Regions from separate parts of the Danio rerio genome. Here region 2 is linked to region 1. The links are chromatin contacts, called in public Micro-C maps. All regions are on one chromosome and are shown on one strand. Each heading gives the region's core, a stretch centred on a gene start, on an enhancer-like site or on the middle of the called end of the contact. The rest is flanking DNA. Distances are from core to core; before and after follow the strand shown. Region 1 overlaps hivep3b (HIVEP zinc finger 3b). Region 2 holds the start of hivep3b (HIVEP zinc finger 3b).

Region 1 (5,958 bases), core at 2,542-5,041:
GATCAATGTGAAAACTTAAAGTTTTTTTTCAGTAGAAAACAAGTTCATAGATGTTCAATATGACCCCCTCTTTTCTCCAGAAATCTCAGTTTTCAAAGTTGTGGCATTCCTTTTTTATTCACCCTGTATTTTTACATAATTATGTCTGTCATGGGAATATTTATTTTATCCATACTGTACATTGACATAAAACCACTTTTGTCTATTTAATTTTTACCAAAAGGGGCTTTCAATTTTGATCTTTGAAGTAGTGTGAGAGAAAATTGTATAATATTACAAATGATTTCCATTTCAATTTGGATTTTCTAATAACAAGGTGTTTAACTGTTTTTAACATTTATAATAAGTATATATATATAATATATAATATTGAGCACCATATCAGAATATTAAATCATTTCTGAATGATCATGTGACACAGCTTTGTAAGCTGCATTTCAAAATATATCAAAATAAAATGCTCACTAACACCGAAATCAAGACCAAACCCAAACAAGGGATAAAAAAACAGTCAAATCAAGTTTTCATCAAATGAAATGATTCTTAATGAAGGATGTCACACAATTCAGCTTGCTTCAACTGTCTTTAAAAAGACAACAACAACAATGTACGACTATGTTCATCTGAGACTTGCATCACCACACATCACAAGAAACCCCACATGTAAGCACACAAGCTGAATTACTGTAAACTATTTGGTTTACCTCACAGACCCTCAGATGCTTGCAGACAGACTTGTAAACAGAGTTCAAGAAGCTTTTAGTGTTTACCTTGGTTAAGGAGCAACAAGGGCAAATCAGGTCAGCAGGTCTTCAGTTTCACTAGCCCAAGGTGTTGTTTGTGTGCATGTACATACAGTTCCAGCAAGAACAAAAAAGGCACAAGCCACGCTGGATCAGTGTTTTTTTTTCTTTTTCTTTTCTTCTCATGTTATTTAAAACATAATTTACTAACTTTGACAAAATTAACAATTTTTTAACGAAAACAAGTCATCTTTGTTAATCATTTTTTGAAAAAGCCCATTGTAGGTTACTGTAATGTCAGAATGCAAATGTAATTAAAATAAACACATGAATTTGGTTCACTAAGACATGAATATGTATTACACAAACTAAAAAAAATATACCTCACACACTGCTTGAAAGGATTGGTGGATCACTGTTTGGTTAATATTAAAATCAAATCAGTTTTAATTTAACTACACCTGATATGCTGGAATGTTCCACAATATGAAATATATAATGTTTTTCTACTCTCTTTTCTTCACATTTATGAGGACACTAATACTCCGGATTTTAATACGATTAAAACAATATATTACCTGATATAAGTCTTATCACCTATCCAAGTTTAAGCAACAAAACATAATAATTTCACTTCTAGATGATCATTTGTATCAGAAAGGCAAAGGCCTTTAGATTATGCTTATTTTGCCAATATAAAATATGATCATGCCTTGATTTATAATTATATGATTAGGACAGTAAGGTCAGACTTTGCTTAGACAAAAGTCTTGTCACTTAACAGAAATAATGTACAGTACAGAATATAAAGTCATGGTGCAGTGGAAAAGGAAATGATATTGTGCATGACTCCCATGAGCTTGGACGACTGCATTTATACATCTCTGCAGTGACTCAAATAACATATTAATAAAGTCATCTGGAATGGTAAAGAAAGGTTCTTGCAGGACTCCCAGAGTTCATCAGGATCCTATGGCTTCTCCTTTAATGCCTCCTCCTTCATCGTATCCCAGATATGCTTAATAAAGTTGATCTCTGGGTGACTGGGCTGGCCAATCCTGAAGCACCTTGACCTTCTTTGCTTTCAGGAACTTTGATGTGGAGGCTGAAGTATGAGAAAGAGCGCTATACCGAATGCAATCCTAAACCATGATTTTTCTTTCACCAAACTTGATTAAATTCTCTGAGAATATTGTGTCCATACAGGTTTCAATAGGTCTTCAGCAGTATTAGTGATAATTGGGATGCTGTTCAACAGATTTTCCAAATGATCAACTAGAAGTCAAGTTATAATTTGTTGCACTTACAACTGGGATCAACGACTCACAACTGGGATCAACGAAGACTTTTGTCAGGTAGTTTACTCTAATTAAGTTTATCGTGTAAACAGTGATTTTTGATGACTTTAATCCGACTAAAGTCATAATCAAACTAAACAGAAATTGAATTAAGACGTGCAGTATTCCTATTTTAGTTGCACTATTGAAGTTCAGCACAGACATATATACACCTTAATAAAACTATGACCATTTTGTAGTATTTTCACTATTGGGACAAGACACACACACAGTGCAGTTGTCAGGCATTTGACAAAACAACAAATGAGAATAGCTTCAAGCGAGAGAGCACATTTCTGGAAGAAATGCACATTTTGAAGTGCCTTTGTGGCAGAAGCATAAATGAAATACTGGAGTTTTTTAAGTGGTGCAAAAAAGCTGAACAACAACAAAACAACACAAAAATGTAAGAGATGGCAATTAATTTAAAAAAAAAAATGCCTTAGAGGTGAAACCAGTGTATTTAAACGGAAAACAAGTTAAAAGGGTACAGGAAAATAAGTATCTTGGTACAGTATTTAATACCACATTAAAGTTCCAGCAGAACTCAGAAGCTGTTGCTAAGAAAGTGCATCAGAGACTGTATGCTCTGAACTCTTTCTGTATAGAAAAACATATTCTGAGAACTTTTTATACCACCTATATCAAGAGTTTATTAAGCTTTTCCTTTTAATGCAGGTTCTACTTTCCGTTAGAAACAAAAATCGCCTTCAAAACCTTGTCAAGACTTGCTCTAAGATTATTGGTATACCTCCGCAGAGTCTAGCAGAGTTACACGAACAGCAAATGTTAAGGAAAACTCCCATCCTCTGAAGCCTTTTTTTTGCTCTGTTGCCCTCTGGAAGAAGGTTTAGAAGCATCAAATGCTCTTCTAACAGATCTAAAATTACCTTTGTCCCTAAGGCAATAAGGCTTTACAACCTTACATTTTAGCAGGTTTTAAATTTTTAATATATGGGTCTTTCCTATGTTTTTGTGCTATTTATGAAGTTATTATGAAGCATGCTGGATTGTGTTTTTTAATCCTGTTTGTAAGTGATTTGTCTCTTTATGTGTTTGTTGTATCATTAAATGCTACTACCCTAATCTAATTGCCCCTGGTGGGATTAATAAAGTTGTTAAACTAAATCTTAAAGTGCTATAGAAATAAAATTGACTTGACTCGATTTGTTATTGTGGTGACTGAGTGAAAATGACAGACTGTCCAATCCTCACACTAAGACATAAATCCTCACAAAAAAGGAAGTTATTCTGATTTTGGCTTCTGCCTTTAACACTAAAAGCTTTAATATACATTCCTTGTAAAATACCTAAAAAACTGTCTTCAATATGTATGCTTTTTATTGCAATGCATAGAATTAAAGTACTTTATTAAATAAACAATGTCTGAACTTTCCTTTTAGATCAACCATTCATTCAAAAAGTTTTACAGCAAAAAAACAAAAACTAGGTGACACATGCTCTTTCGAGTGTACTGTAAAAACACGGCCACTCAGGGCTTCCATAGTAACCAGAGACAAAGAATGAGAAAGATGAGCCGTGCGAGTGCGCTTCATTCATTTACATTCGCAGATGGAACAAGTGGAACGGCTCAGTCTTCTAAGCCACCCACAACAGTGCGCTCACGGGCCCGTCAATCACCTCACCCTTCGGCTTTCAGAGCACAGGGCTGATAGGAAAATTCCGCCCACATCAGGAAGTGAATCAAGCAGAGCCTCAAACGGAGAGCGACGGTGAATCAGATGGCCCCTCGAACACTAACAAGCGCACAGACCGGCCCACACAGCCGCCGCGATATGATTAGTCATACTCCAGGCTGCATTTCTGAGCTGCTATATTCCCTCGTTACCGCCACCTCTCAGGTCTCTCCTGGCTTTAACCTTCCAAAAACAAAGCAGCGTTAATGAGGAAGCCTCTCGGGGCTCTTCAGAAGTGCACTTTACCTGTGCTTCACATCATCTTCCTGATAGAGAGATTCTTAAAATACGGCATGGGATATAAAGGCTTTAGACACTACAAAGAGCTCCAGACTAGCACAGCGAGTTAAAGAAACATGTTTCATGCTAAAGATTCAGCAAGAATTCGGCCTTAGGCGCTTTCTACACTGCAGGTTCTTAACGATTTGTAAACTAGTTTTCTTGAACAGTTATGATAACCACTTGAAGACACTTTTAAAGCTAGTTTATTAGCGATTGCATGTGAGATGAATGAAGTCTTTGTTTACAGAATGACTCTTCCAAGAAATATTGTACCTCATGATGAAATCTGTGAGTCAACTGTGACAGATTTTCTTGTATATACCTGTATATACAAAATACGCCAAAAAATTGAAAATGTTCATAGTGTTTAGTTGTGTTTCTGTTAAATATGTATACATCATTAAAATTATAAATTTACTCTAAAAGTAAAGATCATACATGACTAATTGACATGTGGCCAAAAAGATCATTTGGGCCCAAATTTAAGAATTCTTTCACACAACGTTTTAATTTACAACTTATTTCTTTTTTTATTTATTTAAGTTTAATGAAGGGAAATAAATAAGTACAATACAGCAACAAATAAATATGTTCCATCCATGTATATGAGGTCTATGAATGAATAAAAAAATAAATAAAAATAAAAACAATGGTCGCCATTGACTAATCAATGGCAAACATAGGCTAATACTGTACAAATGAAAATATATGGGCTTGTTTGTCACATGACCCTTAAGTTTAGCGAGAAATTTGAAAGAAAAGGTCACCAGGTAGTGCCATTATACATTATGGCTTGAATATCATGTGGTGTTATTATGTGGTGTCAAACAAAGCAATAAATAAATATTTAATATCATGCAAAAAAATCCTACCTTTTCTAACTTGTTTTAGATGGTTTGCCTGAATTTCATCGAAATTATAAAAGGTCATCTTTAGATGTTCCAACCAAAAAGTTTTTAAAAGTTTTTTGATAGACCTAACCCTTTCTAAATAACATTCATTATCTCATTTTTCTTTGGCTTAGTCTCTTAGTTCCTTTGGATTAGTGCCTTGTTTAGTCCCTTAGTTCCTTCGAATTAGTCTCTAGGTTAGTCCCTTAGTTCCTTCGGATTAGTCCTTTGGTTAGTCCCTTAGTCCCTTTGGATTAGTACCTTGGTTAGTCCCTTAGTCCCTTTTGGCTTAGTCTCTGTGGCAACCTTCTTAGTCATCAGGGGTAACGATTCATTCCATTCAGTGGAATGGACCGTCAACTTATCCAGCATATGCTTTACGCAGCGGATGCCCTTCCAGCTGCAACCCAGTACTGGAAAACATCCATACACACTCATTCCTACACAAACACTATGGCCAATTTAGCTTATTTAATTCATCATACCCGCATGTATTTGAACTGTGGGGGAAACCCTGAGGAAACCCACGGCAAACACGGGGAGAACATGCAAACTACACACACAAATATGCCAACTGGCCCAACATAGACTCGGTCAAGCGTCCTTCTTGCTGTGAAGCGACAGTGCTAACCACTGAGCCACCGTGTCGCCTCTAAAACATGTATAAACTAATTTGACAAAGAGCTCAGCAAAAGAGCCACAAGTCTGCCAGCAAAGTTTTAGCATATTCAGACCAAACAAGCAGATTGTTATGCCAAACATGACTTGAGGTTACTAGTACAGTTTCTGTACAGTGCCACCAAATGGTCAGAAGAAATAATAAAGAAATCTCTTTTTGTGATTTGCCCACAAAAAAAAAAAATAAATAAACAAAATAGAAATCAGATTTGTCGAATTGTCGAACTGTACCAAAGTTTTTGCCATAATAGACATTTTATTGTACACATTTATCATACAATGCTATATTTTATAAACATAATACCATCATTTTGCTAAATAGGAATATGTC
Region 2 (5,958 bases), core at 1,724-4,223, 67 kb after region 1:
TCTGACCCTATTGTTGTGTCTTTTATCAAATGCAACAAGACCCTACGGCGTTGCAATCTAATGGGGAAAAAAGTGTGTTGTTTTATAACTACTAACAACTATTTTTATGTTCTGTAGCACATGGACAAAATATGTTCATTCTAATAGTTTATTAAAATGACTTTAATTTTTGAACCCTCCCTCATCATCCTGCTACCCCCAGAAGGGTCCCGACCTCCACTTTGGGAACCACTGGTATACAGTACAGTAGTATTTCCAGCATTATTAAAAAGTGTGCATAATATGGATCCTTTATAATCCCACGAGGCCACAATCGAGAAATTGTGAATGGCAGTGAAGCAGCAAAACTAGTATGTCACATGACATTGGCAAAAAGGATGATTGTAGTCCATACAGCTTATTCATGCACACATTCATACTATTTAGGGCAAACTAGTTTAACAGTTGCTAAATATCTATGTAATCAAAAGAAATAACTACTTGGAGAGTACCTAAGTCACTATAAACTTGTTTTTTTACAGAAAGTATTGGACTTTAGAATATTCTCATCTCATCTATGGGAAAATAGCTGCTTACAGGTTACAAATGACACAAAGGGGGAGTATAAAAGACAAAACTTTTTATTTTGGGGGTAAACTATTTTCCTAAACGTGATTAATACTATATTCCATCATTACTAGCAACACATTCATCCAGTAGCTTTTGCCAAAAAGTCACTTAAATATAAAACACACCACATGCCAAACAAGTACCCGTAATGAAAATGAAACTTAAGATGAAAAGTGATCTAACTTAAATCACTGCATAGTGCCATACAGAGACAAAAAGTAATTTAGTCTCTCTACTACTCCATTTAATGAAGATTAAAGCTATTTTTTCAGTCTTAAAAAGACTCCTTAATGCAGTCCGCAGAGTAAATCCAAATTAGCAGACTAAAAGCAAACATTTTTCTTATGCATCAGAAAAACGAACTGTCTTTCTTTATAAATGTGTTGTTTTATGATAAACTAAAAAAGACCAACACCATTCCTCCCTTCACATTCTGCTCAAGCACTATCACTGCTTAGTTGAAGCAATAACACGTCTCGCTCGCAGAGTTCTCCGCTTTGTGCTGATACGCTCAAAAATAATATCATTAGGCTCTCCCTCCTCACCACCACACACTGCATTAAAAGAAACTAGCTCTAGCCGACTGTGTCTGAGGCAAACCAAGCCAAGTTTTTCATGTCACTTGATATAATGGAAACTGGTTGCATGACATTAGATAGTTGACTGCAATCAAAACCGGTCTAAATCAAACATATAGTTTTTAACATGCATTACGTGCATTTAAATCATTTTCACAAGGGTAACAAATGTTGATATCAGCATCAAAATGACAAATCATTTACAAACATATCAACCACATAGTGTGGTTATTTGCGATAGTAGATACAGTAGGACTCTATAAAACTAATTTTAGACCATTGTTGATCTTAAAATAAGGATCACATTCAGCAAATTCTTCCATATTTTTACATGCCAAATTATTGAAATAAAAAAGGTCAATCAAAAAAATCTACTGATTGGCTTTTGAATGTGATTAACCTAAAAGTACAGGGGGACAAAAATGAAATTGAATGGGTGGAGATTTAGCTGACTAAATAATGGGATTGTCCTGCTTAATGTACATCATCAGAAAGAAGACTTTCGTTTTCACTAGAAAGTCCAGTTATGATATTATTTGTCACATTATGGGGTAAATATTTTACAGTGAAATATATGCATGCATTAATAGCCAAATATTACATAACAATCATTTAGAAAATGGGATGGGATGGATTTTCAAATCATAAGCTATAAAAATTATGAAAAAAAATACTTACACAACTAGAGAACTGCATCATTGAACAAACTGTTTTTTTGAGAGCTGGCTCTTTTCTGTGACACCATCCATGCTTTCAAATCACACTGAACATTTTTGTTCATGAATTGTGGTTAACTAAGTGGACAAATTATATTTGTAGTAGATGTTTAATAAATAATATATTCAACCAAAAATCTGAAACATGGAAATATTTTTTTAAGTAATAGTTCTCACAAAAAGCAGGATATAATGACAATTTAATGAGCCTCATGTTGACTTTGTTTTCCTTAAGGAGAGGTGACAGCCACACTTTCACTGTACTGTACTGAAATTTCCGATGACTGAAGCTGTCATTCATGCCCAGTCGTACTGTCTATAATCTCCCTTTGTCGTGGGAGTTTGCATCATAAGGTAAATAATTACATCATTTTCAGCGCTTGAGAGAACTATCCCTTTAAGTAGGCTATTTGTTTACGAGCGAATGGCCAGTGCTCTCTGTAAATTCCACACACAGGGGACTCCGTCTGTGCCCTGTCATTTCCAAGAATTAGGAAAGAGCGTCAGATTCCTGCGGCGTGTGGTTTGCAGTGTTACTCTAATGTAGCTAAACGTTATTCTTGGCTGACCGTGGGGACAAAACCATGAGTTGAAAATGTGAGCTCGCGCCACATTTCTCAACTTGTTTGAACAGCTGGTTTGACTCGTATTGTGCCGCATCGTTAGCAGGAAGTCAATCTTCGTATGAAAAGTAAACGCGAATTTCACTTAATAATTCCTGCACAACGGCTCGTCAAAGTTGTACTATTAGACTTCATAAAATATGACCCCAGTCACACCAGAAAAAATACAGCCTGCTCATTAATTCACTAACAAGATAAATCTTTTATATAAACCAACACATACGCACATCAATATAAAAACAATATAAACCATACCTGACACAGATGTTGGCGTTGTTGTAGTCGTTGAGCAGCGTGTCGTGGTCCGCATCCCATTGCCTGTCAAACGGAATCGCTGCTGACGCCTCTCTCGGCGTTATGTGGACGCTCTCGAGCCAACAGGGCTTCCCCTCCTGCTTGTCAAACTGGAAGCGCAATCATGCGTTCAGCTGATCGGCGCAGCAACAACAGGCACAGTGTCGCGCAACGCAAACAGTTCACACCGCACCGCCCTGCACGCGACGCCCCGGGGGCCCCGCCCCCTCCTATGCTCTCGCAGCTCTCAGCTTGATTAATAATCATGAGGTAGTATCCTTTCCCAGCGCCCATTGGCCGACAAAATACCTTAATTTCTAGCTCCCTCCTCGCTGTCAGCCACTTCGAGGTGACGTCATGGAACATTCCAAAAATTCCTCGTCCCGGTATTTTTCATTTCAAGGGGACACTGCAAAACTTGTGTGCACTTAGCAGATAATAACGACACATAATGTTTTTGTTATTATTATTATTATTATTATTATTATTATTATTATTTGTTTATATTATATTATGTATACACATACACAGGCTCTCTTTGTATACATTGCACACATTCATAAGACTTTTGTTTGACTGTTGTGCGTATTCTGATTAGTAATAACACACACGCACGCACGCACGCACGCACGCACGCACGCACGCACGCACGCACACACACACACACACACACACACACACACACACACATATATATATATATATATATATATATATATATATATATATATATATATATATATATATATATATATATATATATATATATGAAAAATATTTAAATATTCAATACAAATTCTTTGCCACAAAAACAATAAATTACTAAATAAATACGTAAATAAATAAATTAATTAACGAAAACTTTCAGTTTTTCTCTGTCATACTCTATTTGGGCAAAATTAAAATAGGGCATTTTTAAAAAAAAAAAACGAAGTGAAGCCTGAGTTCACTCCATGCTCTGCCCCAATGTGCAATTATTTTATAATTTTTTTTTTTATTTCTTGTGGAATATTCAGTTAGACTGATCTTAGTAAACAGTCACCATAACCAAAGTCAAATATTTTATGTAGAATTATTAGCATAGGAATTCCTTAACACATCCACACAAATGTTTCATGAGCTGGACCATCTGGGGGATACATACTGGTTGCTTATGTCAGCACAATTCCCACAATTCCCTGACTCAGTTGTACTCTTTAGCAGGACTGAAGCTTCTCAGTTGTCCTAATGGTAGCATGGCCCACATGGGGGCTATTAGTGGGGTTAACCATCACTATGAACTTTAATTCATATAGCCCTTTCCCAAGGGCATGGAGAAAAAAAGTCAACCGGAATGTACTGAAAGAACATTACTGAACTCCACGGAAAGTGTGATTACTCTCACACATTTTACAAAACAAACCTGAGTAGTACGTTTCCACTGTGTTTTACACTAAACTAAACTCCAAAAGAGCATTGTATACAGGCCTAGATTTACTAGATTTTTTATTTACTATTAACTGTAGCATAACTATTTTGATTATTTTTTATTTTTCTATAAAAAGCTGGAAAATGACAAAAAATTAATTTGCTGAATTTTGAGATGCATGATGCCTCCTGCTGTCTAAAGGCAATTTAGTAAAGCATTATTATTATTATTATTTTCATTGTTTAAACAGTTTAACACACTAAATAAGACATGGTAAATCAGTAGCTGTTTTACTTCCTATTTCCAGTATGTCATAGGCATCCTTCTGTCTCTAGGAACAATGGAGTTTGCACCCAGGTCAGTCTGTAGTGGATAAACAGTCCAATATGGGAGCAGCAGGATCTGTTGCATTTGCTACATATGAAGCCTGTGGCTGCTACTTTGCTTTCCAGTGTAGTTATATTAATTCATAATATTTTTTTTTAAATACTAATATTACTTATTATTTTTTTTCTCAAGACCTTGTTAAATTCCAGTGTTTCATGTTACAGCTATTCAAAGATTTGATTTTAAAATATTTATTAAAGTTATTGAAGAACAGCTGCTATTGTTTGATTTATGTGTAGGCTGTGCTTTAAATTTAATTCAATTTATCATAATCCAGGTGATGAAGCATTATGAACGTCTTAAATTAATGTGTTGGTACTACTGTGAGGATAAACCTGCCTGGTTTAAATGCTTAGATATGAATAAAGTTGAAGACATTTGTTTGAAATATTTAAAAAATTAATTACATGTAGGAGGTTACATTAATAAATAATGGAAACAGTTACTGATTATTGCCTTAATAATATAGGGTCATTTATAATCCGCAACCTATTACATTTCCAAAGCAACCTTCCCAATGCAAGGTGCAGTATGTAAGTTTGACAAACAGCGGTTGAACTAGGTATTGCACCCCTGGATCAAAACAAACGCAAGTGTAGGTTGCCAGATTGAGGACGAGAGTGAGTTAAACCATTTTCTAAACAAAAGCAACGGCACTCAATAGAAGGAATATTTTCTATATTAAAATAAGTTTTTCTCCTAGCCATCATCTCGAATTGATATATTAGAAAGGGCTTCTATTTTTCACAGGTGAACAACTGACAGTGATCTCCTCAGGTGCTTTATTCAGTGTTAAATGCTAACTTTGTGTGTTTGAATGCCAATTTACATGACATTTATTGCCAAACTCCTGAAAGTAACAGAGAGTTCACCTCAGATCTTGAAAATACAATAAACTGTTTGAAATTGAACTCTAGAACTAAACACAAACAAACATGTCACTATCTACATTTAATAAAGTTAAAGATGTTTAATATGTATTTATTGGATTATAAATCTTACCATTTTGTGAGTGAGTGCATCTTCTGTTCTTCTGAATGGCTGCATTTAAATTTTTGTTGTCTTCCGTGTGGTGCAAACAGCCAAATTATCTCATCACCAAGCAGCGTATCTCATCATGAGTTGTGTTGTTAGGACACAGGGTTACAATGTAACCTGCTCACCTAATGTTTTCTTACGTAATATTTATATAGTTTGCTAATTAATTACCTCATGTAGAACTCGTAATCTGCGTCTCCTTTCGGAGTCTGCTACTGTCCACACGGGTCGCATTTTGGTCACGGACACATGTTTTTAGAGCCTTTCTGAATGAATGAATGAAATATACGGTTTTCCACCAAGGC

Evidence for each region. Hi-C and Micro-C count contacts between places; a contact is called where the count stands out from the background.
Region 2: a contact with region 1 is called in a Micro-C map of caudal fin, with 3 times the contacts expected there. The contact joins the promoter of hivep3b here to the enhancer-like site in region 1. A contact is called at or near these places in 2 of 18 Hi-C or Micro-C datasets (caudal fin and an unstated tissue).

Annotation. Positions count from the first base shown.
Region 1 is chr16:37,585,635-37,591,592 of GRCz12tu, forward strand. All of the region lies in intron 2 of hivep3b (HIVEP zinc finger 3b), which reads right to left. Among named protein-coding and RNA genes, the nearest start is that of hivep3b, 68 kb to the right of the region's middle. Within about 2 kb of position 3,792, at least 23 of the 62 cell types and tissues checked have an H3K27ac peak or open chromatin away from gene starts, as enhancers often do. A contact at or near this core is called in caudal fin, where this site is marked.
Region 2 is chr16:37,653,952-37,659,909 of GRCz12tu, forward strand. It overlaps hivep3b (HIVEP zinc finger 3b), which reads right to left and starts at 2,974. Exons shown (of 8, transcript XR_012392246.1): 1 at 2,782-2,974.